Regions from separate parts of the Mus musculus genome. Here regions 1, 2 and 3 are each linked to region 4. A link is a contact called in public capture Hi-C and promoter capture Hi-C data. All regions are on one chromosome and are shown on one strand. Each heading gives the region's core, a stretch centred on a gene start, on an enhancer-like site or on the middle of the called end of the contact. The rest is flanking DNA. Distances are from core to core; before and after follow the strand shown.

Region 1 (5,341 bases), core at 493-2,992, 200 kb before region 4:
CGGTCTAACTGGCCCTTCGGTTCCTAGGGATTCTCCTCTCTTCCCTCTCACTGTTGGGGTGTGTAATCCAGAATTGGCAGCAGGCTGAATTAACCGTGTAGGTGAATGGCCGGCTCACCTGGTATGCAAATGAGTGAGTGGACTGTTCGTGGAAGACACCAGCAGTAGCCCGTCTGGGCCCAGGACCTGGCTCCTGTGTCCTAATCAAGAAGACCTTGGTGTGCCTTTTGTATAACCGGTGTGTACTGTGCATGTGTGCCTTGTGGAGGGTCACTGGGATCCTGTGTGCCTTGCAGTCTCACCTTGCGGGAGCTAGCCTGGGTGCATAGGTCCTTGTGTTTGGCTCACACGCAGGGCGGTCCTGTGAATGCAGAGATAGGAGGCCAGCCTGGCTTTCCCTTTTCCTCTAGGATTTCTTCCCAGTCTGGAGTCATCTCTACACCCCCAGCCAGGGCCAGAGCTGCTAGGCACCTGCAAACATCTCCTGCTATGGTAACAAGACTGACAAAGGCTTGTGTACATTTGTGAGTGTGACTGAAAAAAATCCCAGTCTTCTGCCACTTGTCCTGTCATCTCCTAGTGTCCCCCCACCCCACGGCGACCCCCCCCCCCGCCCGGCAGCTGCTGCAGGTGAAGGAGTCTGTAACAAAAGGCCTTCTTTGAGAAACACTCCCCAGGCCATCTGTCCATGTGTTCATCCACCAAGCCACAGAAGGGCAAGGATGGATGCTCAAAGGTGTGCGGACTTGTGCTAGTGCCAGTTGAAAAAGAGCAGCAGGCTAAGAGACAATGCAAGGGTGTGCACAGGGTCACAGCCTGCTCCAGGGTGGAGGGTACAGGAGGGGCGTAAGCACGAGCCGGAGCAGTGAGGTTGGATGTCGGTTAGAGTATTGCTGACTTGGATCCAGGATTGATGCTCTGAGTGCGTAGCCTCACCTGGGTTGCACTAGGTGGGTTGCACAGGTGGCCGGATGTGTGAATCTGATGGAATGACCAAAGCCCGTGTGTGTGTGTGTGTGTGTGTGTGTGTGTGTGTGTGTGTGTGTGTGTTCGCGTGTGTATGTGTGTATACCTTTGGCATCGTCCAAAAATGAGGTTCCCAAGCATGAACGCGGTGTGTGACCACGTCCAGGACTGTGTGCCACACTGGGTGTGTGACGGGGTGGGATGAATCAATGAGAGCGGCCCCTCCCCCCGGTGGCGGGAATCGCCCCCTCCCGCACCGCGGTGCGGAACAAAGCGGCGGGCAGCGGAGCTGGACGCGGGGCGGCCTCTGCCCACACCACAGGCCGGGGCCGTTCACCGGGGCCCCGCCCCACCGCGCCCCGCCCCGCCGCCCCCGCCCCGCAGCCCGAGCCCGATGCCCGGCGCGGCCCAGGACCCTGGACAGCGGCCCCGGTCCGCGCGCCCTACGGCCCAACGCGCGCCCGCAGCTTACCCGCGCCGGCTCCTCGTAGCTCCGGCTCGCGCCGCGCAGACCACCCCGGTGCTCCTCGGCCGCGCTGGCGGGCGGACCCGACTCCGCGCCGTCCCTGGTCGGCTGGGCGCCCCGCCCCGGGCATGCGCGCTGGGTGCACTCGGGAGCCGGGAGGGGGCGCCGCGGGGGCGCGCGAGGGCCGGCAGACGCCGCCCGGCCCTGGGGACCGCGCGCCCGCCTGGTGCTCAGCTGGGAGCACCGCGGGCGCACGGGCGGCGGCCGCACCGAAACCCCGGTCTTCCCGATTTGCCTGCTGCCTCAGCGAGGAAATTTCCCGCGTCCCTCTCGGCCGCACTTCCGGCCTCTGCCCCCTCCGCCCCGCCCCCGGCCCTTTGTCTCGCTGCTGCCCACGCTCCGGCGAGTGGCGGCCCTGGGCTGGGAGGCGCTCGGCGTCCTCCCTGCAGCAGCCTCCCCGACGGGGAGTCCGCCCACCCTCTCTGGTCTGGGTATGCCCGGTCTCCTCCTCCTGGATACTCTCCAACAAGTCACCTCGCCTCTTTGAGCCTCAGTTTTTACGTCTGTAACTAGTATTAAATCGCCTCATAGCGATCTTAAAAAAGAAAGTGCTTGAAAGAAGGTGTTTAGGAGTCCACTTGAGTGAACCGCTGAAGGCGTGAGGACTCGCTGCCTGTTTCTCTCTACATTTGAGCAGAGGAGTGGGACCCTGTCCTTGGACTTCTCAGATGCGAACTCTGTGATATCTTGGAAGTGGTAAAAAGATCCCTGTGCCTGAACTGTGAAGCCACTTGCTAGATTACTAATGCAAATGAAAATCTTAGACAGGGACACAGAGCTAAAATTTGACTTTTAGGTGTCAATGGCTTCCATGTCCAATCAGGCCAAGTGAATAGTCTGCGCACTTTTTTTTTTTTTCAAATATGGCTAAGTTTCTTGTTTGTGGTCACACCATTCCTTAGTAGGTCGAATTGGGGTTGCAAATTTATACAGGCCACTTTCTGAAGCCCCACACTTGGGCTTATGTTTTAGTAACCATTGCTTATCTGTTTACCTTACCTTAATAACAGTAAGAAAATCTAGATGGCAAGTGAACATTTAAAATCCACAGGAAAAGCCAGGAGTAGCGACACTGCCTGTAATCCCAGCACTCAGGTGTCTAGAGCAGGTCGGTAATCCTGAGTTCTGAGCCAGCCTGATCTATATAGTGAGTACTTGATCAGCTTGGACAAGACTGATATAATAAAACTAGCAAGACTTTGTTTCCAAAAAAAATCTCAAAACAATGGAATTTATGTCGGAGAGCACGGACCCGTTTTCAGGACCACGGACAGCGCACAGAAGAGTCGCTCTCCTATTTTCTTGGTGCTGAAAATGGTTTTTCCACTGCCCAAGAGGGTACTTAGCTTCAGAATTTACAAACCCTGGTCCACATTCATCATTTCACCTATTGCCAGATGCCCCCTCAAGGTGAGTATTATTGGCTTTCTGGCAAGCAGGAAGGAACCGAGGCTTGGGAGGTCCATGAGACACACAAAAGTGGCAAGAACCAGCTTTGATTTTCAGCAGTCTCACCAGAGGCAGAATGACTCTGGAGCAGAACCAAGTATATTGCGAAGTCTGTGGCAGTGGTTCAGGTGAGGACTGGTTATAAATGAAGCCGCAAGCCTTTGATAAGATGGAGTGGAGGCGACTCTTAACTATTGGGGGGAAGTCAAGTGGTCTTGGTCTTGGATGCTGAGAGACACTTGTGCTGGTCCTCTGAGGTTCCATCTTGTGAATGAAGGACACATTCTGAATGTTGGGGAAAGGAGGTGCCTGTGGGATGATTATCCTAGCATATGAGTTCACAGTTGAGCTTTATGCTTGGCAGCTGGAGGCACAACAGGAAACCCATCAACTGAGAGCTGATGGTGTATGGTGGAGGTCACAGGTGGTAGGGAGGGAGTCAGCACATGGCGGGAAAAGCATTAAACCAACAGGCAAGCATGGACGCCCTTGCACCACCCAAGGACCACAAGGCTGCTGTGAAGATGGGAGGAAGGAAGGACAGTGAGAAAGGAGACATCTTTCCCAAGAAGTCTGGACCCTGAGACAGAAAAAGAGGTGTGGTGGTATGCACCTGTAATTCCACCACTCAGAGGAGGTTATGGTCAGCCCAGGCTACATAAGACCTTGTCATAATAAAAGGGGGGAAAAAGAGAGAACGGAGAACAAAAATGAATGTGGCAGCTTCCACGGAGGCAGAGGAGACTGAGATGGGAGGGGAGAAAGCAGAAGGGAGCGACAGAATGCCGGCAAGGGAGAGCAGGCATTTGGAGGGAAGAGTGAGCCGCAGACCCTTGGGGTGCCTCTGAGAGCCCTGAGGTGAATATGGAGGGCATGCAGCTCACTTTTGAGGTGCTAGGGCACTGGCAGGGGAGTGAGAGGGTGACCGGAGAACCAGCCAATGTGAGGTTGCTAAGCTGCCACCGTGGCTGAGTGGAGCTTAGTTCTGTGGGGGAAGTCTTAGAAAATGGAGTGAGTGTTTACTCCAGAATCCTTCTGCTTGGAGGTGCTCGTGGGGCTGTGGTTTCTTCCCTGGCATCCCGGGCAAAATGATTCCAGCAGAACGAGTATGCCTCTTTGATAAAGACTTAGGTGGAGGATGGTTGAGAGTCCTCTTAGTGGGCGTGTCTGAATAGGGTCTGCTGTGAGGTCACAGTCAAGGCCTCTTTCTATCTGTGTCCTCTTGCTGGATCCTCTGGCTGCTTCTGTTCCAAAGAGTCTTGTTAACAAGAACATATTTTGAAATTTATGGACAACCGGCACTTACTGGAGCAGATGAGGAGCTGAACACGGGCAGAACAGTGGCAGCAGTGCCCCACCCCCACCCCTGTGCTCTGTGCTAGTGTTCCTTGCCAGTCACTGCAAGGTCTCTGAACTTCAGGCTACCGTATATAACTCTTAGCTTCCAGAGGTCTGTAAATGCCCAGCAGAGTATAGCTCTTGTGGAGAACACCTTTGTTAATAGCAAGCTTGACAGTTTTAGGTGACTTGCCTACCTAAAGCCTCCTGGAAAGTTATTTGTGCCCCTTTATGGAGTGTCTACCAAGGCCTGGGACTTGGGCTCCTTGTATCCAACCTGCATGGTCCACCACACCCATGTGGAGTATGTGTGCACTCTCGAATGTGCTTATACCTCAGGTTGGACTGCCGCTGGGGAGCCATCCACATTCGTATGCACCAGAAGATAAACAGGTGCCTGCAGCTCCTTGGCGGGTGCCCAGGCTGGGGGTGGAATAAACAATCCCAGAGATGACTTTCTGAGAAGAGAGCGTGTGTGGCAACCGGCGCCATGGAGACAAGCAGACTGTATCAGAGCAGAGGCAGCAGCCGGCCCCCAGTGCCACCCTGAGTGCCTGTGTGCACATGCTCACAAGCGGCATGATGTGTTTTTCATGCTCTCCCTTCCTCTCTGCCGTGTCCATATCATGTTCCTACACAGTTGTGTTTCACACCCAAGGCCACCCACTCCTGGCTCTAGCCAGATAACCCCATCCCAGTTTTGTTTGAAGTGAAAGGCTTTGGAAAAGCTTTGAGGTGGGCAGTTAATAACACCTGAAGTTCCTGTCCCCTTTGCCTGTGCACTAGCTGTCACCTAGGCTGAAGATCAGCGTTTTAGCAAATCAAAACCTCCAGGGATGGTGTGTGTGCATGTATGTGTGTGTGTATGCATGTATATGTGTGTGCATGTATGTGTGTGTGCAGGTGTATTCATGTATATGTGTACGTGTGTGTGGTATGTGTGTGCATTTGTATGGTGTAGATGTGTATGTGTGTGGTGTAGATGTGTGGTATATGTGTGTTACATGTGCATGTGTGTATGCACATGTGTGTGTGTGCATGTGTGTGCATGTGATGTGTGTT
Region 2 (5,893 bases), core at 2,876-5,375, 250 kb before region 4:
TCCTTCCTTCCTTCCTTCCTTCCTTCCTTCCTTTCTTCCTTTCTCTCTCTTTTTGTTTGTTTTCAAGACTGGGTTTGTGTTAACCTGGCTATCCTGGAACTCACTATGCTAGACCATGCTAGCCTTGAACTCAGAGATCCACCTGCCTCTTCCAAATCCTGGCATTAAAGGTTGTGTGCCAGCACAACCAGCTACATATATCTTAATCATTTGCTTTAAATTTGAGAGGGTTTGGGGATCAAACTATTCTGACAAAGTGTCCATCTATATGACCAGATACACAGGACCCAGATCTACCTAGTGTGAAGCAGCTATGGCTCTGCTCAGGACTAGCAGGCAGCCTAATGGTAGTAACAAGACAGAGCATACAGCTGAGGAAAGCTCACCTCAGTCTGTTGGAGCCTAAGTGAGTGGCAGCAGTGTGGCATGCGTGTGTGTGTGTGTGTGTGTGTGTGTGTGTGTGTGTCTGCTGTCCTCCAGGCCACACTCCAGTAGTGATGTCCTAGTTTTTTTGGTCTTTTAAACATTTTTAGTTACATCTGGGGAGCCCGAATGTGCCACAGCTCACATATGGAGGTCAGAGTGGGCTCTCTTCTTCCAAGTAGGTCCTAGGGGTTGATTCAGATGGTCAGGCTTGGTGGCAGACTCCTTTACCCGCTGAGTCATCTCCCTGGCTATGTTTCTCCAGTCTTCATAAGAATCCTATGATGCTGAGCAGTGATGTGCCTGTATTTAGTCCCAGCACTTGGGAGGCAGAGGCAGGCAGATCTCTGTGAGTTCAAGGCCAGCCTGGTCTGCAGAGCTAGATCCAGAATGGCCAGGACTACACAAACCCTGTCTTGAAAAGCAAACGAACAATAAAAGAAGTGAGGGAGATGATTTCTCTCCCAGTTTCATGTAGGCTAAGGGACTCAGGAAGAGGAGGTCTCTCAGATAGAGGCTTAGCAATTGGGAGATGATGAGGCCACAGTCAAGTTCTGGCCTCTTACCCCTGTCCTTGCATCTGTGGAGTATTGAAGGAGCAGGGACTCTAACGGCTAAGGGGAATGTAGTCAGAGCAGAAATGAAATACACAAAGAAAAAAGGCAACATATTGGTTTAGGTGAAGAATTCTACAGTAGATGGACTTCAAACATGGTTGTTCATGAGCTAAGGAAAGTCACCAAGAAGATATTGTTTTTATTTTCTTATTCGTTTGTTTTTAGACAGGGTCTGCCTCCAGAGCAATGGATTGATGGATTAAAGGCCTCTGTTTTACCTAGTCTTGGGGTATCTCACTTATTTGCCTTCATGACATTAAAACAGCTGTGTGATGCCCTTGTCATTTTTTTACAGTTTAGACTCCACACTGGGGGGGGGGGGAGGATCCATGCTCTCAACCATTCCAAATGAAGCCGTTTATTTGAGCTTAATTATTAGATTTGCTTGTCTTTCTTGTTTCTCTCTCTCTCTCTCTCTCTCTCTCCCCCCTCTGTCTTCCTTCCTTCCTCTCTTTCTTCCTTCCTCTCTTTCTTCCTTTTTTTCTTTCTTTCTTCTTTTCTTTTTTCCTTTCTTTTTATTTTAAGATACCACGTCTCCCAGGCTGACCTTGAACTCGTCATTCTCTTGCCTGTCCCTTCCTGCTGGGATTAGAAGCACAGGCCAACATGGCTAACTTCTCATTCTTATAACCAAACCTATCTGTTTGCTGTGGCCCTAAGTCTGACTGGCTGGGCCTTAGCCACATACCCAGCATGGAGTGGAGGAGCCACGTTTCTGGGTTTCCTAAAAGAAACTAGAGGACCATTCCCTGGATAAGGGCTCCTGGGCTATTTGCACATTGGTACCCATGATGGAGGTCAGGGTAGGGGAATGCTTTGTGGGCAGGGAGAAGCACAGAGGACACCCATGGGGGAGTGATGAGGAGGGCAGCATTTTCTCTCTGAGAGTGGGCTCCTCTCAGTCACTAGCCATCAAGGGACACGAGCATGAATTTAGGCTCCATTCCTTGGTGGGGGAGGGTAGACCCTGCAAACAGAGTCCTTTATTCTGGTGGTATCCAGCATCCGTGAGACACAATGTAAAGCACACAGTAGGTTGAAGTGGAAACTTTTGGTTTCTTTGGAAAGTCAGTCATGTCAAATAATGTTCTGCCGGGGCACACAGATGAAAGGCTGTTCTGCTAAAGCAGACACATGAAAGGACGCATGATGTTTAGAAAGATGATAAATATGACTCCACAGACACTGGGAGCTCGAGCATTGACTGGTTCCACCTCACTCGCTAGTCTTCGCTGACGACCTTCATGTATTGGTTGGCCTTACATTGTGTTGGTGAGCTTTGCTTGTGGTGGAAAGAAACTCGTCTAAGAACTCCTGAGGTTTCTTGTGGCTTCTTGCAGCTTCAGCAAGCTCCAGCCCGTTGGTGAGACTCCCAGTTTCTTTTGATTCGTGTGTGATGTCTGTTGAGTGGACTGGACTGCAGCTGCTGATTGGGGTTTGGTGTTTCCTCGTGGACTGAACTAAGGAGAAAGAAGATTGGAAGATCCCAAAGAACTGTTTCTAAACAGGCCCACTTCCAGGGGCTGGAGAGATGGCTCAGCGGTTAAGAGCATTGACTGCTCTTCCAGAGGCCATGAGTTCAATTCCCAGTAACCACATGGTGGCTCACAACCATCTATAATGGGATCTGATGCCCTCTTCTGGTGTGTCTGAAGACAGCTACAGTGTATTCATATACATAAAATAAAAAAATAAATCTAAAACAAAAAAAGGTCCACTTCCCCATATCCTTTTTTTTGTTTGTTTTTTGTTTTTTGAGACAGGGTTTCTCTGTGTAGCCCTGGCTGTCCTGGAACTCACTCTGTAGACCAGGCAGGCTGGCCTTGAACTCAGAAATCCACCTGCCTCTGCCTCCCGAGTGCTGGGATTAAAGGCATGTGCTAACATGCCCACTCACTTCCCCATATTCTAATAAACTTTCCTACTACCTCTGGTGGGTGGTGGGCTAGAGGGGAGGTTGAACCCTTATGGAAGTAGGTTGTGAAAAATACATGCCCACACTAGGTGCTCAGCAAATACAGATTCTCCTCCTTCCTCAGAGACGTGAGGCCAGCCTTCAATGGGACCTTGCAGAACCATGAGCTCTTTGGGTAGATTGGTGCTTCCTGAGAACCCGCAGCAGCACACCAGGATTGCACAGGGATGCCTCGGTCTCCAGAGCGAACAGCAGCCACTCAGCCAGGAAGGGGCGCACGGCTGGTGAGCTGCAGCATGGGCCTCCTTCCTACTATGAGGTAAGATGAAATGAACTTGGGGACCTGTTCCCCCGAGGGAGGCCACCACTGGGAGTGTGTGGAGCCCCTGGGGCAGTGTGTGATCCTGCCCTTTGATTTTGTTTGTTTGTTTGTTTGTTTGTTTGTTTGTTTTGTTTTCATTTGTTTTTTGAGACGGGGTTTCTCTGTCTAGCCCTGGCTGCCCTGGGACTAGCTCTGTAGACCAGGTTGGCCTCAACTCAGATATCTCCCTGCCTCTACTTCCCAAGTCCTGGGATCAAAGGCACCACTGCCTGGCTTGTTTTTGTTTCTTTGAGATAACATCTTATTATGTCTGGTTTAAAACTGGTTATAGAGACCAGCTAGGCCTGGTACTCACAGGGATCCACCTGCCTCTGTCTTCTGAGTGCTGGGATTAAGGACATATGCCACTATGCCCAGTGTTGGCCCTGCCCTTTGATGTCCTGCTTAGAGGGGACAAATACAGGGCTGAAAAGGCCTTGTTGGAACTGCAGGGTGGGTACCCCTTCATGCCGGCCTCGGGGCTTGGCCTGAGGGCTCAAGGGCTTGATAGCTGTCAAGTCTCTTCATCCCAAGAGATCTCCCCACACCGCTTTCTCTACAGGTCCCCACTGAAGATGAGCCAGGAGAGGACAGAAGGTCCTGACATGACCTCTGACTGTCACCACCTCTTGCTTGCAGTGAGACCCTGGGCTGGGCATTTGCCCCTTCTCTGTCACTGGGCCTGCCTATTCCTCCAGGGTTTTGCCTGCTCTGGTCACAGCCAGTGCCTTCTGAGGAGGTGTGGTCTCTGCATGGTTAATGATTGCTCAGAAGAGGTGGAGATGGTGCCAAAGTCTGCGCTGTGTTCTGCCGGCCCCAGACGGCGCCCACCTGTGACTGGTGTACATCACTGCCTCTGGGCCCCTTCCAGGGGCTGTCCAGATCAGCTGCTTCTGGGGGGGCTCTTAGCCCGAGGGTAAGCCTGGGTGGGGGGCTGTCCTTGGGATTGAGGCAAACTTTGAGTTCTTTCAGACTCAGTTTCCTGGCATCTGGAGTATGGAGGGAACACCAAGGGGAAGAGCTAGCTGTGGCGTTAGCTACTTGTCATGGGGAGGGCGGGAATTGATGAAGCTACCCGTGAAGCCTGTTTCTTCTAGAATGTAGGGTAAGATCTCCTCTCTAGGCAGTGGCAACCTCCTGTTTGCCTTCCTAAGTCCCTGAGAAGTGAATTGGCTACCTCATCTGTTACCTAAAAGGAGAAGATGAGGAAGATGGCTGAATCTGTCCCGGAGCCTGAGGAGGAAAGGCTGGCTCCACTCCGCCAGGCTCAGATCTTCATTCAGCTCCATGCAGACTTTGAGTGAGCTGCTGACTGCTTTTGGGCCTCAGTCTTTGCGTCTGTGGAGTGGGCACAGTACTAGTAGCCCCTGGAGGGCTCGTGAATCAGATATGGCAGGGTACGGAGGCTGTCCCTCTCAGACTCAGAGATCAAACGCTAGGTCACCTCAGGGAGGACTAACGATGCTGGTCCCAACCCTAACTTAGTCCTTGTCCTGGTCACAGGGTAAAGACTCAGCCAGGCCAGCTTGTGTCTTCAAACAGGACTTACATGCTGACTGGTCCCAGGTAGCATATCAGAGAATAATGACATTCCCCTGACCAGCCTAGGCCATAGCCTGCTCTCACCTCATTCCTCAGAGGAAAACCAAAGCTGAGGACAAGGGAGGCTCGCCCAGTGCTGGACAGACAGTATGTGAAATGCTAAAATCCTAACTTGGGGCCTGATCCATACCCGTCTCTCAGAGGAAGCAGCCAGGAGGGCGGGCACCATCTCTGGCTACAGGAAGCCCGGTATCCCTGGAAACTTAAAGGTCCCTGGGTCCGTATCTTGGGGAGCTGGATCACTTGGCTGGGCTGGTGGAATTAGGAGAGACCTTTGTTAGGCTCAGCAGAATGGTACCTGGGTCTAGCCTTGCCTGCAGCTGGTGATTGACCTTCTATCTTTGTTGTTGACTGTCCCTCTGATCTGATCTCTGTTTTCTTAGGGCAATGGAGAGTAACTGTGAGGTAGCTGCTTCCTTCCTGTGAGGCAGCTGTGGGAAGGAAGCAGAAGCGAAAGGAAGGGCTCAGGGAGCTGTGGAGGCTGAGGCAGGGTGGGGTGGCTGTGGGGTTAGCGAGCCCGCCCGTGGCTGAGCCTTTAGCAGGGGAGGGCTCCCTTCCTCTGTAGCCTTCCAAGATGTCCTGGGGTCTTCACATCCAGTCGACTGAATTGTAGAGTCTTTGGTTTCCTGGAGTCTTGTCGAACTGCGGCCAATGTGTCCGCTGAGACAAGAGAGAGGAAACCCCTGCTGTGTCAGGCCTGGCAGAGCATGACCTGGGTCTGGGGGTCCGTAGAGTGATCTGGAGCCCCTATGCTCCTGACTTTTCCTCAGACACTTTATAGGTGAATAGCTGTGCAGTTTTGTTTTTAACTGACACAAAGTAATTGAACATATTGATAGAGTCCAGCAGACCATCTCCACATTCCAGGGTGTGTCCTTCACAGCTACCATGCTCTCTGTGGTAGAGAGCCTCCTGTCCAGCCCCAAACCAGTGGGCTGGGAGCCTGGGAGCAAGGACCTGGGATTTCTAGGTTCT
Region 3 (5,476 bases), core at 1,046-3,545, 150 kb after region 4:
TAAGTACACTGTAGCTGTCTTCAGACACACCAGAAGAGGGCGCCAGATCTCACTGCGGATGGTTGTGAGCTACCCTGTGGTTGCTGGGATTTGAACTCAGGACCTCCAGAAGATTAGTCAATGCTCTTAACTGCTGAGCAATCTCTCCAGCCCATTTTTTTTGTTTTGTTTTGTTTTTCGAGACAGGGTTTCTCTGTATAGCCCAGGCTGTCCTGGAACTCACTTTGTAGACCAGCTGGCCTCGAACTCAGAAATCCACCTGCCTCTGCCTCCCAAAGGTGTGCGCCACCACTGCCCAGCTTTTTAATATTTTTAAGTGTGTCTGTGTATACATGTACACAGGAGTGCAGGTTCTAACAATTTTTTAAATTATTTTTTATTTTAAAATTTAAAATAAAATTTATCTTTATTTTATTAAAAAAACATAGCCAGCTGGACAGTGGTGACACATGCCTTTAATCCCAGCACTTGGGAGGCAGAGGCAGGCGGATTTCTGAGTTTGAGGCCAGCCTAGTCTACAGAGTGAGTTCCAGGACAGCCAGGGCTACACAGAGAAACCCTGTCTCGAAAAACCAGTAATAATAGTAGTAGTAGTAGTAGTAGTAGTAATAATAATAATAATAATAATAATAACAATAATAGAGCCTTGAATTCCACCACTTGGGAGGCAGAAGCAGGAGGATCCCTGTAAGTTTGAGCCAGCATGGTCTACATAGCAATTTTCAGGCCAGGCAGAACTATATAGTGAGACTTTGTCTCAAAAACATAAAATAAAACTTATAAATGCACAAGGCTCTTGGAGTTGATCTCCAGCACAAAAGAAGAAGTGAGAAAGCTTGATAGAATAAACTCCTTTATCAATTGATTACAATTAAAAGTGATTTGTTTCTGTAACTGAGTAAAGTAAATGCATACCTATAAAATCTCTCTCTCTCTCTCTCTCTCTCTCTCTCTCTCTCTCTCTCTCTCTCTCTCTTACACACACACATACATACACATATAGCAACAGAATTCAGGGGAGATTATTCAGTGGGTAAATTCCAGCAGGTGGATAGTGAGTAGGGGGATCCCCGAGGAAGCCAGCCAGACATACCAACCAACTCCAAGAGACCCTGCCCCAATTAAGATGGAGAGACATTTAAGAAGATTCCCACTAACATCGGTGTAGTGGTGGAGGGTGGTGTGTGTGTGTGCCCGTGTGTGTGTTCACACCCAGTGTGCCCACAAGTGTGCAAAAATAAAAGATTTCAAACGCACCCGGAGCAATAAGTTATCACTGCCTGAATCAATAGACAAACTTGTAGGTTTCTCACACCCAATACTGAGGTTGTTTCTCTCAAGAACCCTAACGCGCCCTAACACATTAGGAACTTTAGTAAAAAAGGAGTTGGCAAGTGGCTATGCCGGGAAATGACACTCATGCGTCTGGCTCCACAAGTAGACTTTCTTTGACTGTGCTACAAACCCAACAACACCCTAACCATTGGGCTCACTTTTTCCGCAGCGTTGCCCGTACATCATATGATGACTACATGCAAGAAGCCTGGAGCGAAGTGGTCCAGATTCACACCCAACTCCATCTCTGAGAGGACCAACGCTCTGGTCTCACAGGTTTCTGACACACCGCCTGTCATCAGCCACGAGAGAAACGCACTAGGCTCGACTGGCTACGTTAAGTGGTAAATGATAGATTTCCAGGGGAAAATATTTCTCGGGAGACTGAGGCAGGAGGTTGGCGAGTTCTATAGAAGCCATCTTGGGTACCCTGTGAGTTCAAAGCCAACCAGAGCTACACAGAGAGACCCGGGTGGTAGCGGTGTCTCGGGCGGCCGAAGAACTAATGAAGCCAACTACCACAAGACAAGCAAAGTAACGTGGGGCAGGCAGCGGGCCTAGGCGGTCCTCGGACGGTCCGTTAGCCGGGCGGGCGACCAGGCTACCAGGAAGCTCGGATAGCAAGAGAGGGCGCTCCGGACGACGACCGCCGCCCGCAGAGGGAGGGGAACCCCGGGGGGCGCGAGCGCCCGGGCTGCCCGGCAGCTGCGAGAGCGACCCGGCCGGCATCGGCTTCCGCCCGGCCGAGAGGCCTAGTCGCTGCGAGGCGCGCCTCGGGAGCAGCGGCAGCCGCCCGGCAGACAGCGAGAAGCAGGCGGCCCCGACGGCCGCGGAGTGCAGAGGCGACGCGTACTCACCGCGGATCTGGCAGCGCCGCCCAGCGCCTCCTGAACGCTGGGGGTCGCGAGCGGCCGCAACTCTTTAGAAAGAGGAGAGCCCGCGCGGCGGCGCGAGGCGGCAGGGGCGGGGAGGGGCGGGGCGAGGGGCGGGGCGCGCAGGCGCGGAGCCCTGTGGGCCGCTGTATGCTCACACAGTTCCTGGGTCCCTGAGTGCTGTTAAGAGAGGGGTTTAGGGGAAACCAAAGAAAGCCAATAGGGTCCCTAGACACCCTTCGAAATAAGCTCTGCTGCATCAAGCTTCCTCTGGTTAATTTATTTGCATGAATCCAAAATTACGTTCAAATTAAATGTTCACATGACTAGTTAGAAACTCTCAGATGGTATAATGTTAATTAATGTCTGATCGTCTTAGCGGAATTTAAGCATCCTAAAACACAAAAATACTGAATCTTGCTCTCTGCTAAGGAGAGATTACAAGAGTGGAGGGCGGGTATGATTGTAGGGGGAGATGAGTGGGATGGAGTGCATGATGTGAAATCCACAAAGAACCAATAAAAAGTAAAAAAAAAAAAAAAAACTAAAATAATAATAATAATACTGAAATTTCTACAACATATATTTCCTTGAAATATATGCTCCAGAAAGTCCATTTCCTTGAGGAGGAAAAAAAAAAAAAGGCAACAGCAGAAATGTCAAAGGTGAATAAAATATGAAATATTCCTACAATAAAATTTAACAAATAAAACTCAAGGTTTGATAGCGCCTAAAAAAATCTTACTAAGCTGGGCGTGGTGGCGCACGCCTTTAATCTCAGCACTCAGGAGGCAGAGGCAGGCAGATTTCTGAGTTCGAGGCCAGCCTGGTCTACAAAGTGAGTTCCAGGACAGCCAGGGCTATACAGAGAAACCCTGTCTCAAAAAAAAACAAAAAAACAAAAAACAAAACAAAACAAACAAACAAAAAAATCTTACTGAAGGGGCTGGAGAGATGGCTCAGTGGTTAAGAGTACTGACTGCTCTTCCAGAGATCCTGAGTTCAGTTCCCAGCAACCACATGGTAACCATCTGTAATGAGATCTGATGCCCTCTTCTGAAGACAGCTACAGTGTACTCATATACATAAAAATAAATCTTAAAAAAAAATCTTACTGAAGCCAGGACTTTTATCTCAGAACTCAGAAGGCATTGGTAGGTCCGTTTCCCCACCTCTCCCAAAAAGGGGATGGTGGTGGTGACGGTGGTGGGTAGTCTCACTGAAATTATAGCAAGCCAACAAATGTGAACACTCTCATATGCTTTTCATAAGCTTACAAAAAGTAGTTCATAGTTTGTGGGAAACAGTACTCCTAAAAGCATAGGTTAATGGACCAGATGATAGATGGATACATCGTGGTAATGATAAAGCAATGGGAGGAGGAGACAAATAGAAAGTGGAATAAACAGGACCTCAGCTAGGGGTCAAAAACCAGGACTAACGACACATGCCACAACTTTGACTCTGGCCCGAGCTGCCCAAGTAATAAGCCAAGCGGGGCTGCATTCCACTTGGCAGCTCCGCTCCTTTATCTGTATGTACTTGACACGGGTTCCTCTCCAACACACCCTGCAATCTCAAATCCTCCACCCGAGCCAGCATCAGGCTGTGCACACTCCCATCTCTGAGCAGTCTCTATTTTAAGTGTGTGACCGATTTATTCAGATATGAAGAACAGAAAGGCCGATCTGGTCTGAACTGGTTTTTGTCTTGCGAAGAACCAATGCTGCCTTCTGCACACATTTATTGGGAGAGCTTGATTGTAGAGGCGAAAAGACCTCGAGCCCAGAACTGGTGCTGCTTTTATAGGCCTAGGAGGGGCGTGTCTCACACCCGGATTGGTTATGCACTAAGCCTTATTTGCATGTTCCTCATCTGATTGGCTACTCTCTCTCAGTACCTTACAGAACCTCATTATCATACCTCATTTGCATGTCTCACATCTGATTGGTTATACTCTCAGTACCTTACAGAACCTCATTATCATACCTCATTTGCATGTCTCACATCTGATTGGTTATACTCTCAGTACCTTACAGAACCTCATTATCATACCTCATTTGCATGTCTCACATCTGATTGGTTATACTCTCAGTACCTTACAGAACCTCATTATCATACCTCATTATCATGCCTGGGCCAGGCAGTGTTTTTGCAAAAAACTTTACTGCATATGTACACATTGGTTGTTTGTCCAATCTTATGCATGGTGGCCATCAGTAGTCAGTGCCACTCAGCAACGGCACATGTGGCTTCCCACATTTTGGATGATGTGAGGCAGAACAAACTATCTACAGAACTCTCCACGAGAATCCTCTATTAACTTATGCATAGTTGTGTGTGCAAACTAGATGCAGATACCTGTCAATGCAGGGCCTAATCTACCAATCACAACAGACAACCACCAACTACAGCCCGGAGTAATCAGCCTGTCCTCAAGACCCAAGAAAGACAGACCCCAGAGTGCATTCTGGGTCCTTGAGTGCCCTCACTCATGTGATCTACTGTCAATTATAACCATGTATCTTCTGTAAAATGTATTATTGCTTGGCTTCAAGTAAAGTTTATCTTTTTTTTTTTTTTTTTTTTTTTTTTGCAAATCAATCTGTGCCCAGAAATCTCTCTCTCCCACAGGCTCACACTTGGTTCCTAACTGTTTTGTTTGGTGTGTTTATTTATTTATTTATTTGGTTTTTTGAGACAGGATTTCTTTGTATAGCCCTGGCTGACCTGGTACTCACTCTATAGATCCGGCTGGCCTCGAACTCAGAAATCCACCTGCCTCTGCCTCCCAAGTGCTGGGATTAAAGGCGAGCGACACCATGCCTGGCCTCTCTAGCTGGTTTTGCTGTTGGGAGAAGTAGTGGAAACTTTAGTGGGTAGAGTCTCTCTACAGGAAGTACAGCACTCTGGTGGGCTTTGAGAGTTTAGAGCTTGCCCCACACCAGTTCTCACTCTGCTTCTGCAAGCTGTTGTGGGTTGTGACATCTAAGTGATGTCTGATCTGGGGGACCACCTGCTGCCGTGCCTCCTTCCCACTATGAACTCTCGCTCTGGAACTGTAAGCCAAAATCAATGCTTCTTTCTGTATGTCATTCTTAGTCATGGCGCCTCCTTCTTCAGTTCTTTGGATAAGAGGCCTTGTCCCTACCCATGCAACCCCAACTGCTAGTGACACTTACATCATGTAAGAGCCCCAGGGATCAAACACTGGATGTCAGGCTTGGTAGCAAGCACCTTTACAGGCTGAGCCCTAGAGCCCTTTTCTG
Region 4 (5,116 bases), core at 277-2,776:
AGGCACTATGCAACGCACTCACATGCACACGCACACACACGTGCACACACACACACATCTTTAAAAAAATTATTTTCCCAGACAACAGCTTCTATTGAAAATTGGTAAACAAAACCAATTGGCTCCTCCCCTCCCAACAGGCACCTAGAACAAGAGAGCCATTTCGATATGACCCTGTGCCCTGTCTCCCTGCCTGTCTGGCCCTGAGGCCCAAAATCTGTACATTCACATCTGGAGCTTTGGTTGTGAATAGAAACACACACACACACACACACACATATACATATGCAGATATACACATATACAAGAGAGCAGAATAAAGCAAAACATTTTTCATAACCTTCTCTATAAAAAGTGGGAAACAAAAGACAGACCGAGAGAGGGCCTCGTGTCTCAAGAAATATAGGAGAGCTCATATCTCTTTGTGGAAGCCAAGACCATTCTTATATCATCTGGCCTGCAGCACCAATTTATATTATCGATCGGCGCTGGAGGCGTTTGAGTGTGTGACCGTCTTCACCCTTCTCATTCTCCTCCTGGCCAGAAGTGGGACCCTCTCTTTCAGATCCCTCGCCCTGTGCACACCGAGAGCGTTTATTTTCCTTCTCTAGGGCAGCCTTCTGTTTATTTTAACCAGCTTAGGGAATGGGGGTGGGGAATAGGAGATCCTCCAGCGGTCATTCTGCTGGGATCCAGAGACGCCCCGTGACTTGCCCAAGGTCACAGAGCCAGAAGAATGTGACACTTCTATTCTACCCCAGGAGTTTGTAGCTCCCAAAACCCTTCTGGTTCCTGCATCACGCCCACGTCTCCAGCGCCGCGCGCGCTCGGGGCGCAAACAACACGACGCTCCTTACAGGCTGCGCTGCGCCCTAAGGTTGTTTCCTTTGGGCCAGCGGCGTGGAGGGATTAAGAAAGCCTGGGGCCACGCTGCTACGCTTGCCCCTGAAGCCCACCAGGCTGTCTTGGGGAGGCGGATGGTGAGACGGTGGGGGCCTGGCGGCTCCTGCGCGCCGGCTGGGCCCCGGGACCTCTCCTGCAGTCCCCCATCCAAGCCGCCCGCCAGCTGCCTACCACGGCGCGCTGACGATCTCGGAGCGCAGCCCGGAGGCAGGGGTGCAAGCAGGGACTGCAGCGGAACCTGCCTGGGGCACTCCAGAGTCGAGCTGCTCTCCGCAGGCTGGCGCTGCGCCGGGGTCGCCGCAGCCCGGGGCCCCTCCCGGGCCACCTGTGCGCCGACTGGCGGACCAGGGTGATGCCAGATCCGGAAAAGCAATCCACTCCGGGATCCAGAGTCCTGTCTCTGTCCCTGGAGACTGAGAGGGGTGGTGGGAGGCCTCCCCGCCCACTACCCCAGCTCCTCCCTGGGGGAGCCTCAGGCGTTGCCCGAAGGGATCCCCGGTGCAGGGGGTGGCCCGCGCTCGCAGCGCCGCCCGGCCCCTCCTCCCCCGCCCCGCCCCGCCTCCGCCCCGCTCCGCCGCTCCAGTCCGGATTTTGCGGCGCCCGCCGGCCCGCTCCCCGGCTGCGGGCTCCGCGCGGCGGCTGGCTCGGTGCGCGGCGCGGCTGGCGCTGCGCTCCGCCCCGGCTGCATTGCTGCGCTCCGGGTGCCCAGGGGAGCCACGCGCCGCGTGCGCCCCGCAGCCGGCCGCCCGGAGGCAGCGCTGTCCTCTGGCATGGGCCCCGGGGGCGCCCCGAGGTGGGGCTCTCGGCTGAGGCGCTGACAGCCTCTCTCCCGCCCGCGGGGCCCCTAGTCCAGCCCGCTCGTCCGCCCGCGGCCATGGCCGTCCGGCCCGGCCTGTGGCCAGCGCTCCTGGGCATAGTCCTCACTGCCTGGCTTCGTGGTTCGGGTGAGTCACGCCGCGCGCGCTCTGGGGAGGCTTGCGGGGGACCGTGCGCGCGAACGCTTAGCTCTGGGGAGGAGGTGGCCGTGACCTGCGCGGCCGACCCGTCTGGGAGCCCCCGGAGGCCAAACTTTGCTGGGCAGGACGCGGGGGCCGCCACTCGCTGCTGCGCAGCTTCCTGGTGCGCTCTCCCGGAAGCCTTGCTTCTGCCAAGTCCAGAACAGCTGTCAGCGCACGGGGCTGGCGAGTGTAGACGCCCCACGCCTCCGGGTGGGGGAAGTTTTTGCTGGTTTCACGGGCCCGGGAGAATGATGGGGGGGGGGGGGGAGCGCGACGGCAGTTTGAAATAATCCAGGAAAGACAAAAAGACAAGACTTGAAGGACTCAAGGCCATATGCTAGTGCTCAGAAAATGGGGTGTGTGTGTGGGGGGGGGGGGGGGTAAGACAGCTCTTCCAGGTAGGACTGCCCCAAACAGCCACTCACAATTTCTAGCTTGGCACCTGGCCTGTGCCCACGTCTAGAACATAGTGTCCTCCTCTGTCCCCACCACACACAGGCTTGCACACGCACACACTCAGGCGTGGAGGCATCCAACAGCCCTCAGCTCTTGCAGCCGGTAGTCAAAGCACTGGGGCCCCTGTGGTGGCCTGTGGTTCCTGGCCTCGCTGCTGGAGGTGGGAGGGGGGAAGAGGAGGGCGAAGGGGAGTTGTTTGCTGTTGGCTGTTGGTTGGCGGGCTCTGAGAACCTCTCAGAAACTCCACAGCCCTGCAGTCTCCCCGCGTGTCTTGTTGGCCACCCTAACCAGCCCCTTCATAACCTAGCCTTTTAGCCCACCTCCTTGCGTGAGAGGCCTGGGGGGGGGGGGAGGTTTTGTCTAATCTCCCAAAGCCCGCACCTAGACCGAGCTGTGGGGGTCCCTAATCTCCTGGCCCCTAAGGATTTGGCAGTGCTGAGCTTCTGGGTATTGGGAAGGGTGCCTGAGCAATTCTTGGTGCTTGATGCCCCCAGAGCCTGCTTCCCGGGAGGTGATCCCTAGGCTGGCAAGGCCAGTTTCTCCTAAGGGTGTGGATTTCTGAACTGCCAATCTAGAAAGACGAGAGCTCCGTCAAGGACCAGATGATTAAGGTCGATGGCTGGTTCCTTGAAGAGTCTCTGCGTACTGCATCCTTCACCCACCACTGCCTCGACTGCCCTCCCCATCCTGCCCCTTAAGTCCTCTACCTCGTCCCCCCTGCTCTGCCTCCTTCCCCTGTCAATGCACCCTAAATCCTCACTTTAACCAGCCCTTCTTCCTAATGGCCTCCCCTTTTAATCCTGACGAACCCTCAGATTGGGCTGCCTGCTGTTGGCTGTGTATTCATGTTGTATATGTTAGCTTTAGGGGTGTGAGTTGCAGGACTGGCCATAGTCATGAGCTGGGGGTGTCAGAGGAGGTGCTGCCAGACACTGAATGGGTCCCCAGGAAATGTTTACTGAGTTGCATGTGTGTGAGAGGGGCTGTGTGGTCAGAGCTGCATTTTGCCACGTGAGCACCTGGGTGGGAATGGTGTGGACTGACATGTGTCCTGGGTAATGGGGGCAGGGGGCACCACTGATGTGGCATGGGTAGTGCTGTCATGTGTACGGTCAGATGAGTACTAACATGCTGTATGCGTGTGGTAGTTGCATGGTACTGCACCAGTGAGCGTTACAGACAGGGGCGACAGACACTTGTAGGTGAGGGCACTAAAACCAGGAATGAAGGATTGCACTTCAAGAAGAACTGCATTGCCCATTGGCAGGACACCTGTTGGGGGCTGGCCTGAGGTTTCCCAGGGCTGACAGACAGGTGGGCATGAGTGCTTCAGAGCTACCTGGGATTAGAGCCTGTCTCGGGCATTAACTCTCTAGCCGTGAGAGGAGCTGCTGAAAGGTATGGAGGTAGGAGTGGCCCTACTTCTCAAAGAGAACACATCTCACCCTCCCCACACAGGCTCTGGGCATGTGTGGACAGATACCTAGGTAGGGCTGCCCCTGCCATGACCCTACTACATCCCTGCATCTGCTTATCAGTTCCTTGGCAACAGCAGCTGGTGAAAAATGTGTCTGTGAGTGGCTGGGGGGGGGGGGGAGAGTGGTCAACCAGGCAGTCTTGAGGGGTATGGCTGGATGTGTGTATGTGTGTGCGCTCACACGTGCAAGGTGGGGGTGGCTTAGGACTGCTGAGCCAGTGCAGACTCTGCCCACCCCCCAGGCCAAGCACCTATCTATCCTTTGTCACCCAACGTTACACACTACCACTCACAAAAGCCATCCCTCAGCACAAATGCACCTGGGCATACCCCGTCTGCGCCTGCACACACAGACACCCACCTGCCGTGACAGATTGTCCCTTTTATGCTCTGCCAGTTACACAGCCGGCCGGCACATGCAACTCCTTACCCTTCATGTCTTCTTGTCTTGGGTGCCCCCTAGACAGTACCATGGCTAGGGAGGAGAGGCAATGGGGGGTGGGGCAGGCTCTCCTGGAACGTATGAGCTGAGGGTCACCAGGCTCGAACATTGCCCTTGTCCCTCTCCCGCCCACCCCTGTTCCCGTCATTGGGGCTGCTGGACTTTCTGCCCACCTCCACTCTGGGCTGACAGGACTGTGGAGGAGGCCATCACTCTGGGGCAGAGAGCACCGTGTTCTTGCTTCTTGCACGTGGGGTAGGCTGCTGTAGATGCTTCGGGATAGAGCTGATCCTTTCCCTGGCCCATTTGTCTCTCTTACCCCCCCCCCCTTCTGCCCATGTTGCAAAAGGCTTTCTTCCAGGACGCCAGGATAAGTATTGACCTGGGTGCAAAAGCTCCAACCCAGAGGTCTGGGGACTGGGAGCAGCTACTTTTGACCCATGTCACATCCTTTTTCCTGCTTGGTGCTGCCACGAGTCTCAGGCTTGCAGGATTAAGCTATAGCTTGGGGTGCACAGCCCTTTTAGGTGAAGGCCCCAATGCTGCCACCTAGGAACCTGTTCTGTGCACACAAACGCCAGGCCCTCTCATGCCAAGCCACCAGGCTCCCATTGTCCCCTCTTCCCAGGAACCCTGTCATTGCTGCCTTCCCTCACCCCAGCCTAGAGGGGGTGGGAACTTTACTCTCTCCCTTGGCTCTCCCCTCTCCTTCACGCTTCACATCTAATCTGTCACCAAGTCATCAAGCTCAGTGTTACTTGTGACATTGCTGTGTCCCTAGCCTTCTCAGCTTCCTCCCATTCCCGTCTCCCACCTGGCTCACCATGGTGCCCCCCCCCC

Evidence for each region. Promoter capture Hi-C pulls out the DNA fragments that hold promoters and counts their contacts. Capture Hi-C pulls out chosen DNA fragments and counts their contacts.
Region 1: a capture Hi-C map of macrophages shows a contact between it and region 4, with 5 times the contacts expected there. The contact joins the promoter of Gprin1 here to the promoter of Unc5a in region 4. A contact is called at or near these places in 16 of 39 promoter capture datasets (the 3T3-L1 cell line, 3T3-L1-derived adipocytes, the HPC-7 cell line and 9 more), 11 of 484 Hi-C or Micro-C datasets (Sertoli cells, cerebral cortex, embryonic stem cells and 4 more), 10 of 115 datasets of contacts at active chromatin or transcription factors (SST interneurons, embryonic forebrain, embryonic stem cells and 2 more) and 3 of 9 other capture datasets (adipose tissue, embryonic stem cells and macrophages).
Region 2: a promoter capture Hi-C map of pancreatic islet shows a contact between it and region 4. The contact joins the promoter of Cdhr2 here to the promoter of Unc5a in region 4. A contact is called at or near these places in 11 of 39 promoter capture datasets (the 3T3-L1 cell line, cranial neural crest, embryonic stem cells and 4 more), 5 of 484 Hi-C or Micro-C datasets (the N1E-115 cell line, embryonic stem cells, frontal cortex and 2 more), 5 of 115 datasets of contacts at active chromatin or transcription factors (embryonic stem cells and stem cell-derived neural progenitor cells) and 2 of 9 other capture datasets (embryonic stem cells and pancreatic islet).
Region 3: a contact with region 4 is called in a promoter capture Hi-C map of hippocampal neurons, with 2.5 times the contacts expected there. The contact joins the promoter of Uimc1 here to the promoter of Unc5a in region 4. A contact is called at or near these places in 5 of 39 promoter capture datasets (cranial neural crest, embryonic stem cells, hippocampal neurons and 1 more), 1 of 484 Hi-C or Micro-C datasets (embryonic stem cells), 2 of 115 datasets of contacts at active chromatin or transcription factors (embryonic stem cells and memory CD8 T cells) and 4 of 9 other capture datasets (adipose tissue, liver, macrophages and 1 more).

Annotation. Positions count from the first base shown.
Region 1 is chr13:54,748,132-54,753,472 of GRCm38.p6, forward strand. Gprin1 (G protein-regulated inducer of neurite outgrowth 1) reads right to left here and starts at 1,743. Exons shown (of 2, transcript NM_001316710.1): 1 at 1,439-1,743.
Region 2 is chr13:54,697,338-54,703,230 of GRCm38.p6, forward strand. It overlaps Cdhr2 (cadherin-related family member 2), which reads left to right and starts at 4,126. Exons shown (of 32, transcript NM_001033364.3): 1 at 4,126-4,232.
Region 3 is chr13:55,098,005-55,103,480 of GRCm38.p6, forward strand. It overlaps Uimc1 (ubiquitin interaction motif containing 1), which reads right to left and starts at 2,296. Exons shown (of 15, transcript NM_011307.3): 1 at 2,193-2,296.
Region 4 is chr13:54,947,885-54,953,000 of GRCm38.p6, forward strand. Unc5a (unc-5 netrin receptor A) reads left to right here and starts at 1,527. Exons shown (of 16, transcript NM_153131.4): 1 at 1,527-1,847. The coding sequence starts at 1,778.